2 separate regions of the Rattus norvegicus genome follow, and region 2 is linked to region 1. Evidence: chromatin contacts called from public Hi-C data. All regions are on one chromosome and are shown on one strand. The core of a region is the stretch at or near the end of the contact, and the rest is flanking DNA. Distances in the headings are between cores, read along the strand shown.

Region 1 (5,820 bases), core at 548-3,047:
TGCAAGCATCAGTGCTGGCTAAGCTCCTTTATCTTAAGTGCTGGAGCGGCAGTGTTTTGAGTTGCATTTACTTCAATTGGGTTTTTTTCTTCCTTTTATTTTTTTCTCACTAGAGTTAGTTGCCGATGTCTTTTCACTCATCTCTGGATTATTCCTCAGTGTCTTTAAGAACCGGTACCAGATTCTCTTTACCAGAAAACTATGGTCAAGTGTCTCCACCAGATTGTTTTTTCCCATGGGTCTGAGCAAAATGTGTGGGTGCAATGGCAGGCATAAATGATGCTAGAACTTACAGGCAATGACAAGACGGAGGTGGGGGGATGGACAGAAAGTCAACGTGTTATTTCTAAGCAAGTCACACAAGTGGACACAGCATTGGACAGGACTAGCTCAGACCTCCCCCCCCCCATGGTGGTAGCTTTGAAAGAAGGAAGATTCATGCTAGACATATGCGTGCACAAGTCCAATACACAGTAGAACACTGGAGTCTGGCTACAGGAGCAGAGTTTGCACGAGAGATAGAAATTAGACATCAGTCATGTGACTAGGTTAGCTCTCTTAGGGGAAAAGGCAAAGTAAGAGTGCACCTAGGGTCACCCATGACTTTCATCACACCACATCCTCCTTACATGCGAGGGCTAAGGGCACCTTGGGTAACAAACTGCCTTTGCTGCCTTGTTCCCATTCCATTCCATTTGCAACCGAGTCGTTATCATTGTCCCTTATCAACAGTCCATTTCGAGTGAACAGAAGGGCGAGAGAGGTTAGGATGAGAGTTTTATGACCCACTAAAATGTTTCAACAGCAATCATTAGGTAAACCAATATTGAGAGGTAACAAAGTAGGGTAGGATGCACTGAGCCTCTGGAAAATTAAAGAGCCCAAATAACTACAATATGCTACAATGCCTGCTAGGGACAAAGGCTGCTTTTGGAAGGAGGGCAGTCACAGTGAAGAGAGAGCTTTCGGAGCAGATTGAGGGAGGGGCGTTCAAGAGCAAACCAGAAGGCCTTAGAGAAAGAGGGGGTAACAGGGGATGTGGACTACAGAGCTGATCAAACACGCAGCAAATCGCTTTTTAGTTTACATTTAAAAAAAACCGGTAGAAAGTGTCACAAGGGAGAAGTGAACTGGGCTTTTCCACCACAGTAATAATAAGGCTATTTAGGCAGTTTCTAAATTCAAACTGGTATGTGTTCGCTAAGGGGAAAGTCGGGGAAACTATAGGGTGGTCCTTGCTTTCGCGGTCCAATGGCAAGGAAACCCTTACTTAAGAAGCAGATGATTGGCTACTGTAAAAGTCCCGCTCTGAGCGAACACCAATGCACTCTCTGCGGCAAGATTCTTGGAAACAGTTTCTGGCGAGGAATGCGTGACATTGAGATGGCTCCTGAGTTGTAAACAAGGACAAGTCTGGGCGGGCCTGAAGCCCCGGGCGACCTGGGACCTATCCCAAGGGTGCCAATCTCAGGCCCACGTCGTCCGGGATGCCCACTGTAGCTGCTCCCCTACACCACCCCACCCCTGCCTCCCTCTCACCCTTTGCCCCTTACAGGCCGTGGAAACCGTGTCGGGATCACTGTGCCAGAACTTTCTAGTGACCGCGGCCAAAGGGAGGAGCCCAAAGTTCTTGCTCTGAGCTGATTGGTGTGGCCCCAAGTTCAGAGTCCCAGAGGCTCCTCCTGGCAGGAGTTGTGGAGAGGGCGGGGGAAGTAAATAAAAGGCAAGACAGCGGGAGGTGGGAAGACAAGAGTGTCAACCCTTCACCCAGCCTCGAGCACCCGGGACCCTGAGCCCACAGCGCACTTGCTCTCGCTCGACCGCGCTCCCGCCCCGCAGTCCTCACCAACCCTACGGATCCTAGCCACCGCCAGCCTAGGAGGGCATCAGGATGAAGGCAGCCCGTTTCGTGATGCGCAGCGCCAGCTCGCTGGGCAACGCCGGCCTGGTCCCCAGGGAGGTCGAGCTGTTCTCCCGCTACAGCCCGTCCCCGCTGTCCATGAAGCAGCTGCTGGACTTCGGTAAGAGGCGACTGATGCAGGGCCCAGGAGGGTGGCCCTGAGGCTGGGGAGGCCCCAGGATGGGAAGGGCTGAGTTCAGGGGTGAGGACAACCTAGGTCTGTTTGGCTGAAGAACCCAGAAGCCTCAAAGGGCTGTGCACCTGTTTTCCTAGTTCGCTAACTTTCTGACAGTTTGACCCAGAAGTCTACGTCACCTGTAACCACACTGATGTTCAACTTCCATTCGACTTTTCTCTTCTTACTGTCCAGATCTTTGAGTTTATGTATATGCTTTCAGCCACCATTTTAATAATGGGCTAGAAACGAACTCCTTTCTTCCTAATGCTCTATTTCCTATTAACATAAACTCACCTTAGATTGATAGATTTAAACTTGTACCCCACCTCCATATACAGTGCAAATCTCTTAGCAGCGTGCCTAATACTATTTCGCCTTTATTGTTTTACAAATATTTACATTACTATTAATTTAAAAAAATTACCGTTACTCCCTCTCTGCAGCGGGTGGCATAAGGAACATTTCAAGATGTCAATGTGGTATTCTTTGTTGCTAGTCTGAGAACGCCTCTGCCTCCTTCTACCCAGATCCTTTTAAGTTCATATTCATTAGAGGGTGTGTTGTTGACTTTGTGGGGCAGGCTGGCTGTGGACTCACGGATAGGAAGAACTGGAGAGTAGTCGGATTTCTCCAGAGTGATTTTTTTTTTCAGAAAGAAAGTAAACAGTATTTCACCTATGTTGGTCACTCTTAAAAGGAGAAAAGGGATAGGGGGAGTAGGACTGAAAGAAAAAGACGTTAAAATAGCTGTCCTTAAAGTACCCATAAGCACTAACCTAACTGTGATTAAGATACCGTTTTATAATTTTATATTTGCTACTTATTCTCAATTTTTTTCTCTAAAACTGAGCATGTTTCACCCACTACAGGTTCAGAAAATGCCTGTGAGAGAACTTCTTTTTCTTTTCTTCGGCAAGAATTGCCCGTCAGACTTGCCAACATCCTGAAGGAGATTGACATCCTCCCTGAACGCTTAGTGAACACCCCTTCCGTCCAGCTGGTGAAGAGCTGGTAAGGCTCGCTGCTCTGAAGTCTCTGGCTGAGTACTGCTTCTTATACATATTAACCTCATACCTGGATAACAGGCGGTCTTGACAGAAAAAAGTTTTGAATGTTGTACATAGGTTTGTATTAACTTAGGGCAAGTTATCATTAGGATTGTTATAAATCTGCAAATAGATGTCTATTGATATCCTAAAAAAAAATTCCTCTTCACCTTGGGGAGGATGTGTTTCTAGTTTTGCTTTTCTTTCCTTTTCCTCTTTTCCTTGCTGTTATTTGTCTCCCAAGACCAGGTCTGTGAGTCACAGGCTTCCTGAGATTTCTTATATAGTTAGGATGACCTTGAACTCCCTTCTACTTATCTTTACCTCCTAGCTGCTGCGATTATAAACATGGTCTACCATACCCAACTTCACTACAACATAATTTGGACACATGGGATAGTTTTGAAGAATAACCAACATATGGATTTTTTTTAACTTCGTGCTTTACATAACAAAAAAATGGAATCTGGAATTGTATAAACAATCCCCTGCCTAGAAATAGATGGAGATGTCTGCTGTTTAGAGAGGGTCTATGTTTTGTTCCTTATCAACAACTAGCAAAGTGAGCCTCGGGTTCAAATTGTGCCTTTGCATTTCCCTTAGTGTCTTAGCAATTGCGTTAAACCCTTGCTGCCTCAACAGCCCCACCTATTATTACAAGAGATGCTGCATATAATTAAAGGGAGTGATTTATTTCTTATCCAAACAAAGCAAGCACACGACCAGCATGGAGTCTCAGTTACTTTGATTTCGTCTTTGAGCTTCAAGTACTGAGCCTAGCAAGCAGCTGTTTGTAAGGTAGATTCATGCCATAGACTGTGGGAGATGAAGAGCCCTAGCCTAGTCCACTGACTGCACAGCATATCATCCAGTGAGTGAAGAAATATGGGGCACCAATGGGAAGATTCTGATCTCAAATGTTCTGTGTAGTAGCTCTGTGTAGTCTGCTACTGTCAAGACTTCAACCCTCCCACAGAGGCATACAGTCGGAAAAATAAATCAGAAAGGATTTCTTAAAGGTTGATTCAGAGTGTTTTTAGTAAAAGAAATGAAAACATCTGCCAATCGAAGTGGCTGGGAAAATAGACGATGGAAAAACGGCAGCTTTAAGACTATCTTAACCTACTATTCTCCAAGCATTTGGAAGGAAAGTTTCCATTTGAAACATAGTGGATCCCTTTCTCTTTCTAGTCATTTCTAAAGCTATTTTCATTGCATCTGACACTAGTTTCAAAACTTCTCCCTTTCCAGGTACATCCAGAGCCTGATGGATTTAGTGGAGTTCCACGAAAAGAGCCCAGAAGACCAGAAAGCTCTATCAGAGTAAGATTTCTTCTTGAAAACACTTCCTTAGAAATCTGGATCTTTCAGGATGCATCTCACAGACTGTTTTAAGCTTAAAGAGCCCCAGCCTTTCACAATAAGTTGCTACCCCTTACAAATGTTGGCTTGCTTGTGGTTTTAGAAGTGGAGAAGTGTAGGGCTGAAATTAATGCTAGGTGGGAACCACTGAAAAGGACTTGGAGCTTTTGATCTTCAAAGGGTGCCATGCTTACTTTAAATTTAGGCCAAAGATGATATTTGCAAGAGAGTTTGCCGTAACACAACATTAATGGACTTCTGGGTCGTTAGTGACTACATATTTTCTTTTCGTGTGACAATTTCTATCTAGCTAAATAGCAATCTTTTTTAAAAATCTCTGGTTTTATTTTTCCACAATGGCATGCCAGAATCCTCTTTGATTTTTCACAATAGTCTCTAACAAGTAGACTTAATGAACATTTTAGTGAAGACAGTAGTCACACAGTGAGTAGTTTGATATGGGATTTGGAAATACAAACCCTTCATGAAGCTGCCTCTTCTGCTACTGTAGAAGAATGTATAGTGAGAGTCCAAAAGGAATTTCCCCCAGAATTTTATAATTGGCTGTGCCATTAAGTTGGTCTTGCAAAAAGAGCTTTAGTTTTCTCTGAAGTAACTCAAGGAAGAGATGTGAGGCGAACTTCTTTAATATCCACTAACTATAAATGTTCCGGCTTAGCTTTGTAGACACGCTGGTCAAAGTTCGAAACAGACATCATAATGTGGTCCCTACGATGGCACAAGGGATCCTGGAGTACAAAGACAACTGCACCGTTGACCCCGTTACCAATCAAAATCTTCAGTATTTTTTGGACCGGTTTTATATGAACCGCATTTCTACTCGGATGCTCATGAACCAGCACAGTAAGTGAGGGTCTCTTTGGACGGTGGTACAGACATGGGGACTGAACATGAGCCATGCTGAGGCTGGGCCCATGACTGGGGACTCACAGCATTTGGGGCAGTTCTAGTCAGCACCCTGAGTTTCGTAACATGTTTTTTGTTTTCATTTTGTAACAGTCCTCATATTCAGTGACTCAAAGACAGGAAACCCAAGCCACATTGGGAGTATCGACCCCAACTGCGATGTGGTAGCAGTAGTCGAAGGTAATTTCTAAATCGCTGAATTTTTCTTATTGAAAATGTATAATGCATGCCTGGCAAGTCTGTAATCTAGGTGATTCTGTAAATGAATTTGTGTTCACCGTGTTCTGTTTGCGCTTTATGAATTCTGCCATCAAGGCCCCTGGCTTCAGACTGTCAGGAGTATAAACACTCATTTATAGTATTATAAAAAATTTAAACATAAACGGCCCATGTGCCATATTCTTATA
Region 2 (5,441 bases), core at 2,463-4,962, 90 kb before region 1:
CCGATTAACGACTCTGTCGGTTAAAGATTAATCTCCTTTCCCTTACCTTGGCGATGGTAATTAATTTATCTACTCTTCCAGAAGTTTTCCTGTGTACACAGGTAAATGCCAGCACAGGACCCTCTCCATCCCCTTTGAACACACATGAGAGAGAGCGTGCTGTTCACAGCCCTCTGTCCTTTTTCTCTATACTGCTATTCGGTGTGTGGGCCTTTCTGTTATGAGCTCCTAACTAAATTACTTGCTTCCTTACTTACTCATAATTACTTATGAGTATTGCACTGCGTGGACTAAAGTGCGTGTTTGATGGTGGTGACAGGGGTGGATCCCCATTGCCTGCTGCTGGGAGCCCTGCTGTACCCAGTAATCTCATGAATGACTCATCTTATACCTATGAGTGTTTATATCTGGGACCAACGACACAAAAAGCATAATTGCTGGGCCTGAACCTGCAGGACATTATAATTTTAACAGATGAGCCTAATTTGATCTCTTTAAGAGTTGTTCCACCCTCATGAGTAAAAGAGGAGAATGTCTATTTCCTTGTAAGGCAGCCTTCATGAGGTGTCCTCAATGCCGATTTCCTTTCTTTGCCAAGACAATGGGTGGGAATGTTATCACATTTTAATTTCTACTTGTATCACGAGTGAAGTTTCTAATATGAAATGATTCAGACAATTTTACTTACAGGAGGGAATAAAAACAAGCAAGCAAACTACCTCGGGCTTTAGGAAAAGGGATCATGTGTCTTCACATTGAAAAGCCCAAGCAAATCAAGGGCACACATACAGCATGCCTGGAGCGCACAGCATGCCTGGGTCCAAGAATTCTAAGGAAGGTAACAGTACCTATGAGGTTCCTTCTCATTCCTCCATCACTCATTTTTACTCCCCTTTTCTCTACAGTTCCACCCTACTCCAATGGTCTTCTTTGCTTGCTCACGGAGGAAGCTCCTGGGTTGCATACTCATAGCTTTTGCGTGGGAAAGTGTGTTAATCCGGGGTGGAACTCACTTCCTACCAATGCATTTTGGGATTGAGTAGTCATTGCTTGTAAAAAAAAAAATACAAATCAACATGTGCATCGGTGAGGAATATGTAAAAACTTCAAGACACCTTGCAAGGAGAAAAATCTTAAGGAACACAGACAATCTTGTCAACAGGCTTTGCTTCAGAAAAACCTTAGAGCACAGACATTTGTGTAAAACATTTGTGCCAAAAATAAAGGAGAAGAGGAAACATCATATCCACAGGAAAGGTTGTTGTTCTAAAGTGACACAACTCACTCAAAATATAAGCCAAGTAACATTGTACGGTGTATATTATCCACATTGGACACGTGAAGAAACTATGGCTTTAAAAGCAGTAAATAAAAGTTACACGTCATAAATACTGTATCCTACGTGGGAAATGCAACGTTTAAAATAAATTATTTAAAATCTACCAAAAGGATTAAGTGGTTGCTTCCACAGCTGTACAGCAAACGATAGACACAATCGGTGTGACTGTGAACGTCTAGCGACGCAGCGCTTTGGTCCAGCACCCTCAGGAGAATATTGCTATCAGCAGGGCAGCAACATCATAGCTCTTCATAGCTCTTCCCACTGAAAAATACGCTGAAGATTCTCACCATGGACGCTAGATGGCGGTGTTGTCACAGGCTAGCTCTACTGCAATGCGGCACAACCGTCCTTTCAGAACAGATGTTCTAGAAGGTGAAAGAAAATCAGCTTGTCTAATTTATACAGCTGACATTTTAGCACCAGCGCTTAGAATTGTAGGGGCAACCCTAGTGCCGCTGCATTTTTCCTTTAAAATATACCTGTTGAAAAATGTCTGTCAAGAGTGTATAACTATAACTCCAAATTGTTAATACAGTGGAATAACAAACCCCAGCACCCAGTCTTACTCCCTGGATCTTATGCCACCTTATCCCCTGAATACTTTTAATAAATAATTTTTCAGTCTTTTCTGATATAGTCACAGAATAAGAGCAGGTATGAAAAACATTTCCCTTTCTCCTTCGATTTCGGTGTGTATGTTTTACACAAATGTCTGTGCTCTAAGGTTTTTCTGAAGCAATGCCTGTTGACAAGATTGTGTTCACAGAAAAAGAAAAACCTCGCTCTTTTTCACAGCTTCCCAGAGCTTCTAGACAGAACATACGCTTTACATATGCCTTACTGGTGGCCATAGTGACTGGTGTGTTTTACAAACAATAATATAATCAGTACATTTTTCTTTATTTCACGGACGAGTACCCCTGCAATGCAAGTTTTAGAAGCAAAATTGTGAGATTCAAGACATATGTTTGTGACTCTGACAAACATCTCCAAATGGATATGGTGATTTTGAGTTCGTCATAAGCCAAACCACACAATGAAGATAATGGATATTGTAATTATGATAACTGGTAAGGTGGTGGGTTTTTATTTTCATCTCCAATGGTATTTGTTAGGCTAAGTACCTATTTATTGAAGAAATATTGTAGTTTTGGGGGTATTTTGTTTGTTTGTTTTTCAATTGCAAGAGTTAAAGCACCCAACTCTGGTTGAAATTGAAAAGAAATTTAATCTTCAAATAATGGCATATATAACACTCTCTTTCTCTCCCTCACTCCCTCCCGCCCACACACATGCTCTCTTCCATTATGTCTCCTGTCTGTTTTGTCTTCATGCTTGTGCTACTGTCTCTGTCTCTTTCTTTCTCTCTCACACACACACACTGTCTGTCTCTGTCTCTCTTCCTCCCTCCTTCCCTCCCTCCCCCTTCTCTCTCCTCTGTCTCTGTCTCTGTCTCTCTCTGTCTCTGTCTCTGTCTCTGTCTCTCTCTCTCTCTCTCTCTCTCTCACACACACACACACACACACTTACTTTCTCTCTGTCCCTCTCTGTATCTCTCTCCCTGTCTGTCCCTGATATTTAAATGATTCTATGACAAAAACATGTACTCATGTGCTCGTGCACACATGCACGTGCTCTCTCTCTCTCTCTCTCTCTCTCTCTCTCTCTCTCTCTCTCCCTCCCCCATTCTGTCTCCTGTCTATTTTGTCTGCATACTTGCTTTCTTAGTGTGTTACTGTCTCTGTCACACACACACTGTCTCTCTCTGTATCTGTCTCTCCTTCTCTGTCTAACTCTCTGTCTCTGTCTGTCTGTCTGTCTGTCTGTCTCTCTCTCTCTCTCTCTCTCTCTCTCTCTCTCTCTCTCTCTGTGTATGTGTGTATTTGTGTGGTTTTATTTTTTCCATCTGGGTGGCGATCCCTAGTAGCTCTACAATATATAGATTTTAATGAATTGTCTCAGTCAGACCTAAGCATGGCTTCTTGGGTCCAGCAATCTTTACATAAGCAAATTGTGCTGTGCTATAGAGTTCCTTGGGAATAAAACCCCAGCGAGTCTGGTTCTGTTCTTTAAGGAGTTTTTCTTATTCTAGAAAATCTCCATTCTGCCTGTGATTTGAGCATTCTCCTCCTTAGACTGGAGTTAGGGAGACTCGATGTTACCTTAGAAATTGACCATAGTCATAAGGACGTGATGCTTTCATCAGCACACTGGCACCTTGATGTGATCTCTGGGAGCTGGCTTAAAGAAACCATTTGTGTGTTATATGACTACTAACAGTATCCTTTCTGTCAGAAACAAGGGGACAGCTGTGTTCCCTGACTACCAACCATGCATTGAGGGCCCCTAGCTCTTCTGACACTACCGACACTTCTCACTTCATCCTGAAGGGGTCATCTGAACCACAGACTATCATTTCGATCTAGCTGTCCCTGAAAGGATCAGAAATTCTAGAAAGAAAAAGAAGCATGACAAGCCATTGTCAACAGTTAACAGTTAAGTACCAAGTGCTTATGCACGCACTTGGGGATTTATAATTCCAATGAATTGGCCAGCCCCATTATTACCTTTTAAGTGTATCTGCTGGATATTTAAATAATATATTGCTATGAGAAACGTGTGCACGTGCACACACATACACACACACACACACACACACACACACACACACACACACACAGAGGATCTCTTCCATTCTGTTTCCTGTCTGTTTTGTCTTCATGTTTGCTTTCTTAGTGTGCTACAATTCACTATTTTCTTGCACATTCTCCAGACATGTATGAATGTGAAAGCTTAATTTTAAATAACATCTTTCTGATAATATGCATCAGACTAAAATATTCTTGATTTGGCTTTTTTTGAGAATTTTGTTTTTAGAATACTTTATCACACAGAGGCACTTTACTCCTGAACTAGTCCCCTTTGGTGGGCATTTAGTGCCATTTGGATCCCGCATGGTTACAGACAATACATAATGATTTTCATGCCCACGCCATTTTTCACTTGTCCAAGTACATTTGTAGAATAAATTTATAAACATTCAATTGCAGGGTAATAACCCGTGCAGTTTTTATTTTCATAAACATTCCCCCATTGTCCATAATAAGCATTGCCAACATTTACTTCATCAGCAATTCATGAAGGTGCTGATTTCATAGTGTGGCTCACATAGCTTAAACAATTGGATTTGGTTTGTTTTCGTCTTTTTTTTTTCCAGTCTGACAGGTTAGGATGGTATTTATCTCCACTGTAAATGACTTCTCTTGTTTTCAGTAAGATTAGGCAAGTTTTTAAAAGTTTATGGAAGAAAAAAAAGAAAAAGAAAAAGGGGTTTGGGGATTTAGCTCAGTGGTAGAGCGCTTGCCTTGCAACCGCCAGGCCCTGGGTTCAGTCCCCAGCTCCGAAATAAAGAAAAAAAAAGTTTATGGAACACTACTGGAAAAGTTAAGACACATCCACCACTGGCATTTGCAAACCAATCAGAGTTAAGATTAATGGACAAATGGTGGTGTATAGATTGCTTGTGAGCACCCAGGAGATGTATAGATTTCTTGTGAGCACCCAGGAGATGTATAGATTTCTTGTGAGCACCCAGGAGATCGGTAGATTTCTTGTGAGCACTCAGGAGATGTATAGATTGCTTGCTTGTGAGCATTCAGGAAATGTATAGATGGTCTGTGAGTGCTGCCTTCCAGGGTTCTGGGTAAAGGAATTTCTGGGAAGCACCTAGGCCCAGTTTTGCCTTCAGACCCTGTGCTAAAGGACGATGACATCTCCTTGGTCCTGGGACTACTACTCCTCACAGATTTGACTCATGCACATTATTTGTGACTCAGGCAAGGTTTTGGGGGTTTTTGAGGTAGTTACACAAATCATTCCTCTGTGGGAATTGATTGTCTCTCCTCAGCCTGTAATACAGTCTTCCTGAGAGTGAACGGGTACCGCTATGGCTCCAGGGAAAGATGGCGTCACAAGCACCCCCTTTTTCTTTCATCACTTTACATGGGTGACATCTGTCTTCACAACCCAGCGCTGAACTCTTGCGTGATATAAGGAAGCAAAGGGCAGCGAAAACTGTTTTCATGATTCTAAATCCAAA

The links. Hi-C and Micro-C count contacts between places; a contact is called where the count stands out from the background.
Region 2: a Hi-C map of hepatocytes shows a contact between it and region 1, with 2.8 times the contacts expected there. The contact joins the enhancer-like site here to the promoter of Pdk4 in region 1. A contact is called at or near these places in 3 of 12 Hi-C or Micro-C datasets (hepatocytes, mammary epithelial cells and psoas muscle).

Annotation. Positions count from the first base shown.
Region 1 is chr4:34,564,306-34,570,125 of GRCr8, reverse strand. Pdk4 (pyruvate dehydrogenase kinase 4) reads left to right here and starts at 1,797. Exons shown (of 11, transcript NM_053551.2): 1 at 1,797-2,021; 2 at 2,948-3,089; 3 at 4,376-4,447; 4 at 5,166-5,350; 5 at 5,507-5,593. The coding sequence starts at 1,892.
Region 2 is chr4:34,656,267-34,661,707 of GRCr8, reverse strand. No RefSeq gene overlaps it. Among named protein-coding and RNA genes, the nearest start is that of Rps29-ps20, 28 kb to the right of the region's middle. Within about 2 kb of position 3,712, at least 3 of the 93 cell types and tissues checked have an H3K27ac peak or open chromatin away from gene starts, as enhancers often do.